5 separate regions of the Mus musculus genome follow, and regions 1, 3, 4 and 5 are each linked to region 2. The links are chromatin contacts, called in public HiCAR-type, HiChIP or PLAC-seq, Micro-C and promoter capture Hi-C maps. All regions are on one chromosome and are shown on one strand. The core of a region is the stretch at or near the end of the contact, and the rest is flanking DNA. Distances in the headings are between cores, read along the strand shown. Region 1 overlaps Cep170 (centrosomal protein 170). Region 2 holds the start of Hnrnpu (heterogeneous nuclear ribonucleoprotein U). Region 3 overlaps Smyd3 (SET and MYND domain containing 3). Region 4 overlaps Smyd3 (SET and MYND domain containing 3). Region 5 holds the start of Ahctf1 (AT hook containing transcription factor 1).

Evidence for each region. Promoter capture Hi-C pulls out the DNA fragments that hold promoters and counts their contacts. Hi-C and Micro-C count contacts between places; a contact is called where the count stands out from the background. HiCAR-type assays count read pairs that join an accessible place to other places. HiChIP or PLAC-seq counts read pairs in DNA pulled down with a chosen protein or histone mark.
Region 1: a promoter capture Hi-C map of pre-B cells shows a contact between it and region 2. The contact joins the enhancer-like site here to the promoter of Hnrnpu in region 2. A contact is called at or near these places in 1 of 39 promoter capture datasets (pre-B cells), 1 of 115 datasets of contacts at active chromatin or transcription factors (pro-B cells) and 1 of 9 other capture datasets (macrophages).
Region 3: a HiCAR-type map of astrocytes shows a contact between it and region 2, with 6 times the contacts expected there. The contact joins the enhancer-like site here to the promoter of Hnrnpu in region 2. A contact is called at or near these places in 7 of 39 promoter capture datasets (the 3T3-L1 cell line, the HPC-7 cell line, HPC-7-derived erythroid cells and 5 more), 2 of 484 Hi-C or Micro-C datasets (B cells and cortical neurons) and 6 of 115 datasets of contacts at active chromatin or transcription factors (astrocytes, embryonic forebrain, embryonic limb bud and 3 more).
Region 4: a contact with region 2 is called in an H3K4me3 HiChIP or PLAC-seq map of the SCID.adh cell line, with 14 read pairs. The contact joins the enhancer-like site here to the promoter of Hnrnpu in region 2. A contact is called at or near these places in 7 of 39 promoter capture datasets (the 3T3-L1 cell line, the HPC-7 cell line, HPC-7-derived erythroid cells and 5 more) and 6 of 115 datasets of contacts at active chromatin or transcription factors (the 230-238 cell line, the SCID.adh cell line, embryonic limb bud and 3 more).
Region 5: a Micro-C map of embryonic stem cells shows a contact between it and region 2, with 4 times the contacts expected there. The contact joins the promoter of Ahctf1 here to the promoter of Hnrnpu in region 2. A contact is called at or near these places in 9 of 39 promoter capture datasets (the C10 cell line, the HPC-7 cell line, frontonasal cranial neural crest and 5 more), 3 of 484 Hi-C or Micro-C datasets (B cells, CD4 T cells and embryonic stem cells), 9 of 115 datasets of contacts at active chromatin or transcription factors (the SCID.adh cell line, astrocytes, embryonic brain and 4 more) and 2 of 9 other capture datasets (adipose tissue and liver).

What each region holds. Positions count from the first base shown.
Region 1 is chr1:176,799,681-176,802,504 of GRCm38.p6, reverse strand. The region is part of intron 1 of Cep170 (centrosomal protein 170); the gene reads left to right. Among named protein-coding and RNA genes, the nearest start is that of Cep170, 6.0 kb to the left of the region's middle. Within about 2 kb of position 1,349, at least 126 of the 459 cell types and tissues checked have an H3K27ac peak or open chromatin away from gene starts, as enhancers often do. A contact at or near this core is called in macrophages, pre-B cells and pro-B cells, where this site is marked.
Region 2 is chr1:178,336,375-178,339,074 of GRCm38.p6, reverse strand. It overlaps Hnrnpu (heterogeneous nuclear ribonucleoprotein U), which reads left to right and starts at 1,260. Exons shown (of 14, transcript NM_016805.3): 1 at 1,260-2,122. The coding sequence starts at 1,504.
Region 3 is chr1:179,473,113-179,475,812 of GRCm38.p6, reverse strand. The region is part of intron 1 of Smyd3 (SET and MYND domain containing 3); the gene reads left to right. Among named protein-coding and RNA genes, the nearest start is that of Smyd3, 44 kb to the left of the region's middle. Within about 2 kb of position 1,437, at least 10 of the 459 cell types and tissues checked have an H3K27ac peak or open chromatin away from gene starts, as enhancers often do.
Region 4 is chr1:179,491,709-179,494,408 of GRCm38.p6, reverse strand. All of the region lies in intron 1 of Smyd3 (SET and MYND domain containing 3), which reads left to right. Among named protein-coding and RNA genes, the nearest start is that of Smyd3, 25 kb to the left of the region's middle. Within about 2 kb of position 1,263, at least 20 of the 459 cell types and tissues checked have an H3K27ac peak or open chromatin away from gene starts, as enhancers often do. A contact at or near this core is called in the HPC-7 cell line and the SCID.adh cell line, where this site is marked.
Region 5 is chr1:179,802,607-179,805,417 of GRCm38.p6, reverse strand. It overlaps Ahctf1 (AT hook containing transcription factor 1), which reads left to right and starts at 1,403. Exons shown (of 36, transcript NM_026375.2): 1 at 1,403-2,065.

The DNA of each region.
Region 1 (2,824 bases), core at 100-2,599, 1.5 Mb after region 2:
ACAGTACTGTACAGCCAGCACCACTATTCATCCATAAAACTGAGATGAAGAACTACTAACCAGTAGCTGCTTCAGTGCTCCCATCTCCAGGTCCTAGCATCTACTTTCCTTAGTCACTATAATTTCTGCTATTGAAAGTACCTCATATAATTGAAGACACATAATGTTTATATTTCTGTGAATGGCTTATCTTAACATATTACCTTCAAGGTTGATCCATACTGTAGCAGGTGTCAGAATTCCCTTCTAACAATGAACAATATTATATTGTGTACCATATTTTAGTAATTCATCTGCCCATGAACACTTGTTTCCTATGTATTGACTATTGGTAGTAGTAATGATTTATCTATGTTAGCTGCTTTTCTGCCTCAAAATTGCTGAAGTTGTTATTCAAGTAAAATAATAGTTCCAAGTGTTTTATGCTGGTTGTGTTTGAGAATTATCCCCTTTGACAAAATCTCTGTATTTCACATTCTCAGAAATTATCACACATTGTACTGTTTTTATTGAATTCTTAGGAACCTTGTGGAGTCAGGTAATGATGACATAATTATCTTCAGGTAGAGAGCCAAAAGAGTAGAGTCTAGACTATAAAAGAACACAGGTGATTCAAAGGTTAGCTAAAGGATGAGAGTTCATTGTTTTCTAATTTACTAACTTAAATTTGCTGCTACCTTTATAAATGAAAGTACAAATCTCTTTATGCTCCTTTGATTGCAATAAATTATCATCTTATCCATATTGCCTGCTATGAATACAAAACACTTAACTGAGGTCATCCCTCATTTAAAAAGCATATGGTCTCTGTTTGTGGAGCTGCAGTAACTAGGGTAGCCACTAACCACCTGTTTAACAAGTTACTCAGTTCTACAAAGGAAAGCAAGTCACACTTTACATTTTTCATAAACTGGCAGAGAAATCTTGGTAAGAACTCTCAGTGCCTCAGCCATGCAAATGTGTAGCATTTTTCTGGTAGGACTATTGAGGACTTAATAAATGTGATTTTATGAAGGAAGTTTATTAAGTTGCTCCCTTTTCTCATTGAATTGAAGTTTTCTTTTGAAACTGTATAGTAAAGTTCGATAGAACATGAGGCTTCATACTTGGAATGCCATCTGGTTTGGGGTGGACAAATGCTAAGTTGTTATATTTGGTTTTGGTTCATATTTATTTTAACTGCTTTTAAAGAAGAGTTGTTGATTTATATGGCAGATAATAAAGGTAAAGTTAGGCATTTATTTCAAAATAATGAATATGAGAACAAAAGTGTTCCCTCCCTGCCCTCCCCCTCTCTTACAAGCATCTTCTTCCGCTGGATGTTCATGTGAGCATAGAGTCAGTACCTTGGCAGGAGTCCAAACCAGCACAGCTGCAGATTTAGGTTTTGTGAGGAACTGCACAAATGAGGGTGGGGATTAAAGAAAATGAAGTTTTCCCAAGAACAGCATTTTTCATTCTCTGTCCCAGATCAAGTTAATTATACAACAGAGTTGAAATTTTCAGTGTGTGTGTGTGTGTGTGTGTGTGTGTGTGTGTGTGTGTGTGTGTGTTACTTTCTCAGAGATGCTTCCTCTGACGGTCCATCTTAAAGTGTACCACCCTAAACTATTACATCACCCTTTTCTCTCTGCTTTATTTTTTTCCCTCTTCCACTGTCAGGGAAACTACAAGCTATTTGTTTATTTTAGCTTCTTTGAGATTAAATACTTTTTCTACCTTAATTCTCTACTTTCTTCCTAGTATCTGTAATATTTAAAACTTAAAAATGAAAATGGATTTTTATCAAATTCCTATAATGTTGGAGTATTCTTTGGAATTGATGTATAATATTTGTGTTCATTTCCAAGGAAATACAGGATTTTAAAGATAATATATTTATACTTATATATGTGTGTTTCACATATGAAGTTTTTAGAAAAACGTCTAATACATGGTTAATGGTTAATAAATTCTCTTATATACAGGATCACAGAAAATTATGTGCTTGCTTTTTCAAACCCCAGTGGCATTTTGTTTGATCCTTAGTCCATATGTGAAATGAAGCTATAGCTGTTTCTTTCATTTTCAAATTCAGAGCATCAAAATCAAAGACATTAATGTCAAGCATGCTAAGCATATCTTTGTTAGAGCCTGACATCAGTGCAGCGATGAATAAAGAATCTTTAATTTGTGTATTTAGTTATAGTTTTTCCTGTTTCTTTTAAATGCTTTCTATGATAGGGAAAAGCATGATACAAGTTATAAAGTCTTATGGGCTCATTCATGTAGCGGTTTATTACATTTGTTTAGTTTATGAATCTTACTGATGGTCAAAGGATAAATTTGAAAGGAGAAATTTATCACTTTATTGTTTTTTAACCAAGTCTCAGTCGTTCTGTTTAACCAATGAAGACTCAAGAGCTAGATGTGAGGGTGAAGGCCTGCTAACTCAGAGGCAAAGAGAACAGCTGACCTTCCTCCTCAGTTGACATCCCAGAAGGAATCCCCTCTCATTCCCTCCATCCTACTTCCTGTGTGTCTCTGTCCATCCTTCTGACTCCCCCTCACTCTGTTTTTCATTTCCGTTTTTATTATTTATTCACTTTACATCCTGATCACAGCCCTCTTTTCTTCTCAGTTCCATCCTCACATCTGTCTCCCCTTCTCAGAGAACACTGTACCTGTGTGTTACTTTCTCAGAGATGCTTCCTCTGACTGTCCATGGGTACCACCCTGCCCTGACCTCAAGTTGCAGCTGGTCTATGCACATCCTTTCCCCAGCTAGAGAAAGGGGATCCAAAGGCAGGCAACAGAGTCAGAGACAGCCCCTGCTCCAGTTGTT
Region 2 (2,700 bases), core at 11-2,510:
GGCTGACACTGAATTCTTGATCATCTTACCTGTATCTCCCAAGTGTTGAAATTATACACATGTACCACCAAGCATAGCTTGGGTGCAATCTACACAGGAAGGCCCCAGTGTAGAAATTAAATTCTATATAAAAGTTTCAAGAACACAACATATTTAATGCCAGAAAACAAATCATAATTTTTTTTCTTTTCTTTTTTGAGATAGGGTCTGGTATTCAACCCAGATAAGCCTGGAATTTACTAAGTAGCCCAGGCTAGCTTTTAACTCTTGATACTTCTGCCTCACTCTGCCAAGTAATAGAACTACAGGTGTTTTCTTTTTTTACTAAATCCCAGCCTTTTGTTACTACCAGTTTGTAGACAAGTCAGCAGGTATACAAACATGTTTAGAGTGGCTGAAAAAACAGGGAGAGGATCAAAGTGCATAATCTAGCTGGGTGCTGGCTGTCTTCCTCATCTGTAATTAAAGGGTCTCCAAACTGGTGGATCAGATTTGCAGGGGACAGAGGCCTATCTTTATAGTACAACGAGGGGAACTTCCATGAAAATCTAAGGCTTACTCAAAGGTCAATAGAAAATACGGTGAGTAGCAACACAAGGCCCGCTCTATATGGCTGTTAGGCATGGTGGAGTACAGCAAGCCTCTTTCCCAAACCTTGCACCACTGGTTGGGGAAGAGACAAAAGAAAGGCTCTGGCCTCGCCCTTGCGGAACTTAAAATAAGTCCGACTGGCAAGGCAGGACTTGTAAAATTTAAAAACGCAGTTAAATGGTGGAAAAACTAAACAAAACACCACCTTTGCATAACAATCGCCTATGGGTGTTCTACAGGGCAGCGGTGGAAACTTGAAGAGTTTTTTAAACCTAGAGCCGGAGGGACAAAAAAAAAAACAAAAACCAAAACAAAAAAAAAAAAACCCAAGAAACAACAACAAAAAAAACAACCCGAAAACCAAAAAACTAAACTAAGATGGAAGAAAGGAGGTTGTTCTCGAGTGGAAAATGCCAGGTGAGGACTGAAGGCGGGTGGAGGAGAGCCTCCGCCAGGACACAGAAGGCAGAGCGCCGGTGGAGCGCGGCGGCTCAAGAGCCGGAAAGGCCGGCGGCCACTGCGGCGGGTCCGTTTAACCGAAAGGTGGCTTCTAAGAGCCTCCATTTGCGCGGTCCGGCCCAGCGCGGAGGTCGCGCAGTGGGGGCGGGGCGGGGCCTGCGCGCGCAGCCGCTCTAGCGGGCCTCGCCTCGGCAGGGGGCGGGGCGCCTATATTACGTGCGCGGCGCCGCCCCTGCGAGAGGACGTTGCGTGCTCGCTCGCGCCGGGCGAGTCTCCGCGTCTTGCCTCGCGAACTCGGTGAAAGGAATTGGCGCCGTTCGACACCAGGCGGGTCCGTTCTGCAGCAGCACTCAGCCATCTCCAGCCGCAGCCGCCGCCCGGGCCGACCAGCAGCAGCCGCCGCCGCCACAGGCCGAGGGAGCCAGCAGTCAGCGGGGAACCGGGGCCCTCAACATGAGTTCTTCGCCTGTTAATGTCAAGAAGCTGAAGGTGTCGGAGCTGAAGGAGGAGCTCAAGAAGCGGCGCCTCTCCGACAAGGGCCTCAAGGCCGATCTCATGGATCGACTCCAGGCCGCGCTGGACAACGAGGCAGGAGGCCGCCCCGCCATGGAGCCCGGGAACGGCAGTCTCGACCTAGGTGGCGATGCGGCCGGGCGCTCGGGAGCGGGCCTAGAGCAGGAGGCCGCGGCTGGCGCCGAAGACGACGAGGAGGAGGAGGGCATCGCCGCTCTGGACGGCGACCAGATGGAGCTGGGCGAGGAGAACGGGGCGGCGGGGGCGGCTGACGCCGGCGCGATGGAGGAAGAGGAGGCAGCGTCGGAAGACGAGAACGGCGACGACCAGGGCTTCCAGGAGGGGGAAGACGAGCTCGGCGACGAGGAGGAGGGCGCGGGCGACGAGAACGGTCACGGGGAGCAGCAGTCCCAACCGCCGGCAGCGGCGGCGCAGCAGCAGCCTTCCCAGCAGCGTGGTGCCGGCAAGGAGGCCGCGGGCAAGAGCAGCGGCCCCACCTCGCTCTTCGCGGTGACGGTGGCGCCGCCAGGGGCGAGGCAGGGCCAACAGCAGGCGGGAGGTAAGAAGGCGGAAGGTGGCGGGTGAGTGTTGCGTGATGGGTGCGCGTGGCGGTGGGGACCGTGCCCCAGGCCTGCCGGGGCCCCTCGGGGCGAGCGCCGCGGGAGGGTGGGGGCGGGGGAGCCCCGGGAGGCTCTGCTCGCCATGCCGGCGGCGCCTCCATTATGTATGTCGGGCGCCGGGGTGGGGGGAGCGCTGCAGCTGCCGCGGTGGGGGGGCCGGCCGGGCGGGAGCGCCGGCCGCTGGGGCGCTGCGTGCGCGCGGTCCGGGCACATGTCGGCGGTGGGGGGAGGGGAGAAGCCCGAAGGTCCCGGAGCGGGCGGGCTTTGGCGGCTTAGCGCCGCGGTATTGTGCAAGGAGCGCAGGGGCTCGTGGTGACGTCACTTCCGGCGGCAGGCGCGGGGAGCGGGGCGGAAGCTCAGTACAATGCGGCGGCGGGGCACGCGGGCTCGTGTGGGGGAGGGGAGGTGGGCCCAGGCTTCCCCCCCCCTCGTTTGAGCGCGGCCGGCGCACGTGGGCCCGGGCGGTGTCCCGCTTTTTTTTTTTTTAAACTCTTTTTAAAAAATGCTTTCTGGAAGG
Region 3 (2,700 bases), core at 188-2,687, 1.1 Mb before region 2:
AAAAAATCACAAAAATAAAATGGAGATTTTGTTTTTATCCTTGTTTGGGGGAAGGAAAACGAAGAACACACGGGTAACAACAAGTGGTTGCTTATTCAGGGCCCGCTGTATGTGGCAAGGTGGTCAGCTACCCTTGCGTTGGCAGTTGGGAACGTTTAGAGTGGAGCCAAGGGAAGCCACCAGTATGCCCTGACTGGAGGCAGTTTGTGTGGGAAAGATGTACATGAGCCAGGAAAAGTATGGTATCTTAGCACCCAGAGGTACAGGCTCTAGGATTGTGAGTTCGAGACCAGTCTAGGTTGCACAGCAAGACTGTGTCTTAAACTAAACCAGGCCTAAACCAAAAAACTCAACCAACTTAGACAGACAGAAAATAAAAACCTATAGCATCCTCTGGTTGTTTCTGAATGAAATCAGGAGAAAAGTCAAGAGGCCTGTCAGTTACTGGTGGAGTTCTTACTGCTTTAGGCTGATTGTGGTTTGACTCTCGCCCCGTTGTTGGAGAAAGCAGTCTGAATTGTCCTCCTGGACCTCTTACTTGGCAGGTGATTGGCTGCCTTGGCTTGCTTCAGCTGTGGCTCAGAGTCAGTTTGTGTGTCTATACATTCTGTTTGTATCTCCTAACAGTTAGGTTGGGAGTAGGCACGCCTTGGTAAAGGGACTGCCGTCTAAGGGTATTATTTCCCTAGGCTAACACTTTGGTGTTTGGAAAGGGAAGAGCAGGGGATGGGTGAACACCCTGTGGACATCTGTTACATTTTCCCCTCGGAATGTTGGCTCTCCAGTGTGGTTTCTACACCAGCAGCGTTGACACCAACCTGTTAGCAATGCACAGTGTCAGGCCTCACCTCACACCCACTGAAGCAGAACTGGACATGTGAGCCCAGTGCTTCAGTTTTCACAAGGTCGGAGGGCATCTCTGCACTGCAGCGGAGACCCACTTGCTGCATAGGAAGGAGCCCTAATAGCAACAACTCAAGTTCGACTGCGTCCTCATTTCATAGTAAAGAATATTGACAACTAGCCTTGGACTTGCACAGGGTGATAGACACAGGATTAGATTCTAGGCTCGTCTTACTAAAAGACCATGAATTGTACTTCAATAAAATCCAACCAAACAATTTGAGAACAAGAAGGATGGGCATATGTGTGTGACTTCTCGACAGCAGGAAACTCGAGAGGCAGTTGCCAGTCATGAGATGTGAACTTAGATTAGATCCAGGCTGAAGCCAGGAAACTAAAGCAGTGCTTTTCTTTAATCAGTGGGATGAGTTTGTGTGTAGACTGCTCACTAGATAATATTATACACTGCGGTCACATGACAGATTATGCTTCTCTTAGGAACGACATGTTGAAGTTTTTAGGGATGGGTAAGATTTCTTAAGTTCTCAATTGGCTGAACAAAGGAACACGCGTGAGTATGTGTGAGAGACAGAACAGACGTGGCAAATTGCTAACACATGTTTAAGCTGGGGGGTGTGTGGTAGTGGTTATTTTGTCCCCTCCACCCCCACACAACCCTTTTCCTTGGTCAAGTGGGAGGAAACCCGTCCTTTTAGAAAGCTGGGCTGAGAGCAGTGGAGCTCGATAGTCCAAGTGATGAGTTTATGGCAATTAATCCCCCGGAGTACACGAGGCTGCCTTGCGCTTCGAAGGTGTTGAATGAGGGATTGACTGAGCCTGGAGAAGACCTGTCCCCGTGATTTATGGTGCGTTTGTGTTCTTTAGCTCCCCTCCCTGCCTACTTCTCCAGACTTTAAAGTTGAGAAAGAAATATTGGAAGGACAATCATCCCCTGTATTGAGATAATCAATCTTACACGACAGGTGAGAATGCTGGAATGTGGCCTCTGAGCCTCGCTGACTCCATGCCTTTGTCTCCGGCTCTTTCCCCCTCATTCTTTCTCCTCTCCTTTTCTCTCTATCCCTCATATTCATGAGGGAAACTTCTAGAAGTTAATATTTCTTCCCCCCCCGCTTATCAAGTATTTTTAGAATTTTATCTTGTTACAAACTTGAAATTTTCCTCACAATGTTGTAGCTCAGAATTACCTTCTGTTTTTTTTTTTTTTTTTTTTTGCCTTTAAGAAATCAATTAATTGTATTGAAGGTATTGATTTTTACCAGTATACCTGTCTCACCTTGCATTTTGTTCCACAATATTAAGAAAGTTAATGGGATTAACATATTCTTTTTTTGTCCCAAGAATTATTTATTTTATGTATATGAGTACACTGTAGCTGTCTTCAGACACACCAGAAGAGGGCATCGGATCCCATTACAGATGGTTGTGGGCCACCATTGAATTGAATTGAATTCAGGACCTCTGGAAGAGCAGTCAGTGCTCTTAACGGCTGAGCCATCTCTCCAGCCCAGATCAACACATTCTAATTGACTTATTTAATAATCTGCCCAGTTTCTCCAAGAAGTGGACAATTTTGCAGCCTGCCCCATGTGCTGACTAGTGTCATGTCAGCGTCATACAAGCTAGAGTCACTTGGAAAAGGGAACCTCTGTTGAGAATGTGCACCTAATAGATTGGATTGTGGGCAAGCCAGTGAGTGTATAGGCATATGTTCTTAACAGCTTACTTTAATAAGGGTTCAGCTTCCCCTCTAGCCCACTGCCCACCATTAGTGGGAAAGAAAAGTTATTAAGACTTGGAGGAAGTAGACCACTTTAGAAATAATTCTTTGGGGTT
Region 4 (2,700 bases), core at 14-2,513, 1.2 Mb before region 2:
TGTACCTGATTTCAGCCCCTGCTATCTTTCTGTTTTCTGTGGAAATGTCTCATATGTGAATAGTAATTCTGTTATTTGGTGACAGTACAACATTGCTATTAAAACTAACTGTTCCAGGAATTGCAAAAAATGTACAGACAAGATTTCACTTATAAATCCCTCCCAGGTGAGGTGTGGCTACTCATATTCAGGTTGAAATTATGTTTTCTCCAACACACTTCTTCTGACTGACATCTTTTAAAAGTATGAATAAATAATGATGCATTTAAAAAATGTGCATCGCTGTCTGAAACTAGGAAAATTACTTGGGTTGCGAAAGGAGCAGGTCCCAAGCAAAAGAGAAAAAAGAGAAAGATACCAATTACCATGTTTACCATGCCTTGTTATGTCAGCTGAGTTTTTTTCCTGTGCTGTGTCATCTTAATTGCACCGTGGTCTATAAGAAAGCTTTGAGAGACACATTGTATCAGAGAATATAATTATGTAATCATGCATATCCCCGCCCTCTTAAAAAGACCTTCAGCTTTTAGAGGGGCAGGGGAGCTTGTGTTTGTGCATGGGCATTCTTGTGGGTACATGTGCATGAGTGTGTATGTGTGCATGAGTGCATGTGTGTATTTGTGGGTGTGTTTGGCATGACTTGTGTGTTTGTGTATATGTCTGTTCTTTTTACGTGGATGCTGGGACTCTAAGCCCAGGGCTACAATTGTGTCCAACAAGTTCCTTACTCACAAACACATCTCCTAGACCCCTTAGCGGTCTTTTCACTGCCCCCTCATTTCATCTCTTTCTTTCTTAGTCAGACAAGATCTCATATAGGTCAGGCTGGCCTCCACTTGGCTGCATAGCCGAGGCTTGCCTTAAGCTCCTGATCCTTTTGGCTCTACCTTGTGAGAGCTGGGATTACAGGCAAGAGCCACTACACCTGGCTTCTCTGCCATTTCAGTGTGACTCATTATGTAACGATCTTTAATGCTTTGCTTGAATTAATGTGAATGTTTCATGAGCAAACTAGATTCTAAGCGATTGCCAACAGTTCACGGAATTAGTAGAGATGTACATGTCATCAGAGGGAAAGCCTCCTTTGATCACATTAACCTTGCTAACTTAAAGAAAACAGATTCATCTGGGTCCAATCGAAAATTAGTTTTGTTTTTGTGAAGAGTAAAATCTTTGAAAATCTGTGGGACTTCAGGGTACAGGCAGTCACAGGGTAAGTTAGAAGAAAGCCAAAATGTGGGTTATCTGCTTGTGGTTAGAAACTCGGGGCCCCTCAGTGGTTCCTCGGTCCATCTGATTCTGTGGTTCGATGCTTTCTCCTCTGTCCCTGACTGGTGAGTTCTAAGATCTTATTTCATATCTATCTGCTCTACTGAGAGTATGTGGCTTTCATTTCTTGGGACTCATTCTTGTTTTCCCCTGTAGCGTCAAGTTATTATGTTCACAAAGCCCTGGAACAGCTTGGTTTCATTTGTGGTGTGTGTGCTGTGTGTGTGTGTGCTGTGTGTGTGCATGCTGTGTGTGTGTGTGCTGTGTGTGTGTGCGAGCTGTGTGTGTGTGCACTGTGTGTATGTGCTCTGTGTGTGTGTGTATAGGCCAGAGGTTAACTTCAGCTGTTACCTACCTACCTACCTGCCAGTTTTTGAGAAAGAGTCTCATGTAGCCCAGGCTGGCCTAGAACTGACTGTGTGGAGAAGGCTAGTCTTGAACTCCTGATCCTCCTGGCTCAGCCTCCCAGGTAGTGAGTGCTGTGACTGGAACCCCAGAGCTGGTGTTGTCTGTCGCCACTGTCATCAATGGGCAGAGCGAGGAGTTGAGTAAACTGTACTTGATTCAGGGAGCTGGCACTGGAGAAGCTACCTTACCTGTGCTCTGCAGCCAGCTGGCCAGAGGCAGTCTGCCACTGGTCACTCTAGAGCTCCACTCGTGTAAACGGCTAGGTGGTCAGTCAGCCATGGTCTGAGGCTTGTAATATCTGCATCTCTTGTCTTCAGCCCTTCATCATCTGACTGGGATAGGCACTGCCTAGATTCATCTGACTGGGATAGGCACTGCCTGGATTGCCAGCGGAGTCAGCGTCTGCTGGTGTCAAACTCTATGCATCTCGGGGCATCTGGGTGGGGTGCATTAACTCAGAACAAACAGACCTCATTAATAGTGAGTACGTGCTCTGGCATTAATAGCATATACATGCAGGCTGCTCTTTACAGCTGAACAGGAAAATAGACTTATATAAGATAAAATACTTTTTTTTTTTTGGAGTTTCTCTGTGTAGCCCTTGGCTACCCTGGAACTCATTTTGTAGACCAGGCTGGCCTCGAACTCAGAGATCCGCCTGCTTTTGTCTCATTAAAGGCATGTACCACCACACCAGGCTCGAGAAAGGCCCATGTGTCCTTCCCTTTCGCTGTCACTGGGATTATGGGTATGTGTCTTGGTGCTAAGCTACAGCAGTTCCGTGGTACCAGAAAATGTCTGCTCAGTGCTTAAATGTCTCTTAAATATGACACATTATTATTTTTTGTTTGTTTCTTCACATCTGGTGGGCCCAATTAAGGGGTGATATGCTTATAGTTGGTTAATTTATTAAAGGCTTTTTTTGTTAAGGTGAAATTTATATACAGAATTAGCCACGAGGAAGTGATCAATCTAGTGTACGCACAGTGGAGTGTGGCTACCACTGCTTGGCGTTGTGTTTCT
Region 5 (2,811 bases), core at 154-2,653, 1.5 Mb before region 2:
TAGCACACTTTTACATCTTGCAGTGAATAAAGAAAAAGTCACAAAGATAAACAGTTTATTTCTAAGAGGCAGCTTTATCTCAAAAATTGTGCAGAGAGAGAGAGTAGTAGAGACAGGCTTTCCTGATTAAAGCAGTCTACTAATGTCTTCTCCTTCTCTCTTCCCCCTTCTGTTTGTTTGTTTGTTTGTTTGTTTGTTTGTTTGTTTGAGATAGGGTTTCTCTATGTAGCCTTGGAACGACTATGGAGACCAGGCTGATCTTGAACGCACAGAGATCCTCCTGATTCTGCCTGTGCTCTTACAACTCAGTAATAAAGACACATTCTATTTCATTTGTTTGAAAATTCTTTGGTGCTGGGTCTAGCTTCAAAGAGAGATACTGATAGTCTACAGAAGAAAGCCCAAAGATGAGCTCCAAATGATAGTCTAGAAATGATACAGTCTAGAAATGATACAGTCTAGAAATGATACAGTCTAGGGATCTTGATTGGATCTGTTTTCACTGATAGTTAAAAGAATGAAAGGGTGGTTCAGGTCTTTAATCCCACGGCTCAGGAGACAGAGGCAAGAAGATCTCTGTGAGTTTGAGGCCAGCCCCATCTACTAAGAGAGTTCCAAGATAGCCAGGGCTGTTACACAGAGAAACCATGTCTAGAACAAACTGAAAGGAAAAAAAAAAAAAAAGAACTGTTAAGACTAGAAGAGTTAAAAGGCAAAGCACAACAAGCAGTAGCAGAATTAGCAGTTAAAAAGGCGTTTATTGCAGGCAGTAAACACACAGAGAAAAAGACCTTCTACAAAACAGAGAGGGGATTTGAGAAGCTGAAAAATCCAGTCTCTTCTTGAGGCCTGGGGGTTGTAAAACCTCTAAAACCTCCCTGACCTACTTTAGTGTTGGTCAGTTTGAAGGCAGAAAGGATGGATGGTTGATCGGTCCACTACAGTTGTGTAACGTGTTCTAATCAGGCTTTGAACTTATTGAACCAGTCCATCAGCAGGTGACCTGCAGGTAGATGATAAAAGCTTGCCAGGTTTTTGTCTCAAATCAGGAGGTTAAAAAAAGCTGGCCATCTTGGAAATTCGCCATGGCTCATGTCCCTGTTTGTCTACTAAGGGTCTGCCCAACTCCTCGTCTCTCAATACTAACAAATCGAAAAGAAAACATAGGTTTGGCATAATGGAACCTACAGCTTCGTGCATGCCAAGCACGAAGCTCTGCCAGCAGAATTACCCAGCGTCAGATATATGACAAAAGATTAGGCTAGGCGACCTGAACTCTCTGCTTTTTGAGAAAAAAAAAAAAATGAGAGTAAGAGTTTCTCAGTAAGTCTGGGTTTTGTGTGTGTGTGTGCGTTTCCTTGAAGAGTTGGAGCACAGAACGGAAAAAACGGAGGCAAGAGCAGCAGTCATAGACGGAAAGATTATCGCTTGGCTGCCAGCAGGAACCGCCACTAGATTAGGCCGGCCCTTGCTCCGCAAAGCCGGACACGCCCTACACTACGCCCAGCGCACAAAGCCCTATGGGACTTGTAGTCTTTCGCCTATCTGCTCCTAGGAGGCGGAGAGACCCTGCTGTACGTAAATGAATCTTTCTTCCCGGCGTCGTCTCGGTTTTCTCCCTTTGCGAAAGGCCTAGTAGGGAAAGTTTGAAAATTCCCGCGGAGTCGGCGCCAGAGGCCGGAACCCTCGCGAGAAGTCCGAGCCCCGCAGCGCGATCTGCGATCGGATCCCCGCCCTGGCCACGATCCTTCCCTGGGCGGAGAGGCTGTGTGTGTGGGGTTCGGGCAGTGCGCCCGGGGTAATGCGCAGAGCGCGGCCCGAGCGGTGCCAGCCCAGTAAGTCGAGTCGCCAGCGGGGAGGACGCGGCGCGGGCGGTGGGACGAGTTCGAAGCCGGGATTGGGCGAAGGAGCACCCGGGGCCTGAGGGGACCGGCGAGAGACTGAGCGAGAAGCGGCTTCCGCGGGCCCGGGGCGCGCGCCGGGCCGTGTCTCCCGGGAGATGCTGTGACGGACCGCACGGAAGCAGCGACGCCGGGGCCCTTGGCGGCCTGGCCCGCGGGCTCAGGTAGGGTGGGGAACCGCAGGCCCGCGCGCCGAGGGCGGGGCGGCCGGGGCGGCGAGGCCCGGGGCCTAGGCCGGGCGCACCGCCTCGCGGGGAAGCGGCGTCCGCGAGCCGCGACCGGTGCGGCTCGTTCCAGCGCTCGGGCGTTAGTTACATAACCCTGGCGGCGGGTGCCGGCACATGGCCGCAGAGTCGAGCCTCCGGGCTCGTCTCCCGCGCCCGCGGGCGGGATCTCCGCCCCCCGGGACGAGTCTGACTCGAGACCCCGGGCCGTCAGGGTGTAGCGGAGCGATGGAGACCTTTGTGGGGCGTTCCCCGCGGACAGCCGCGGGCGCTCCGAGTCTCTCCGGCGTTGGCGTGAGCTCCACATGGTCCTGTGCTTGGCTCGGGTGAGTCCTGGGCGGGGGAAAAAGTTTCACTCGCGAAGCGGGCCACAGGGCTGAGTGGATCTGGTCCAGGACATCTAAGAGAACCGTGTCCGGAGCTCATCTGCGAGCTGTAAGGCCCATGACTTTTGCCTTTGGTTGACTTTTTGGAGAGTCGACTCTGCTTTTTGAATTGATAGGTACACACATGGTCCTTTTGAGACAGGTGGTTTTTGTTGACTTTGTGGAACCTTTCTTTTTGGTACCGTGAAGAATCACATCCAGGTCCTCACACATGTCAGGCAAGCGCTCCACCACTTGAGTTGTGTCCCCAGCATGGGATCTTGTGATTTTTCGGTTCCTAAAGCAAACGGCAGCCATTCT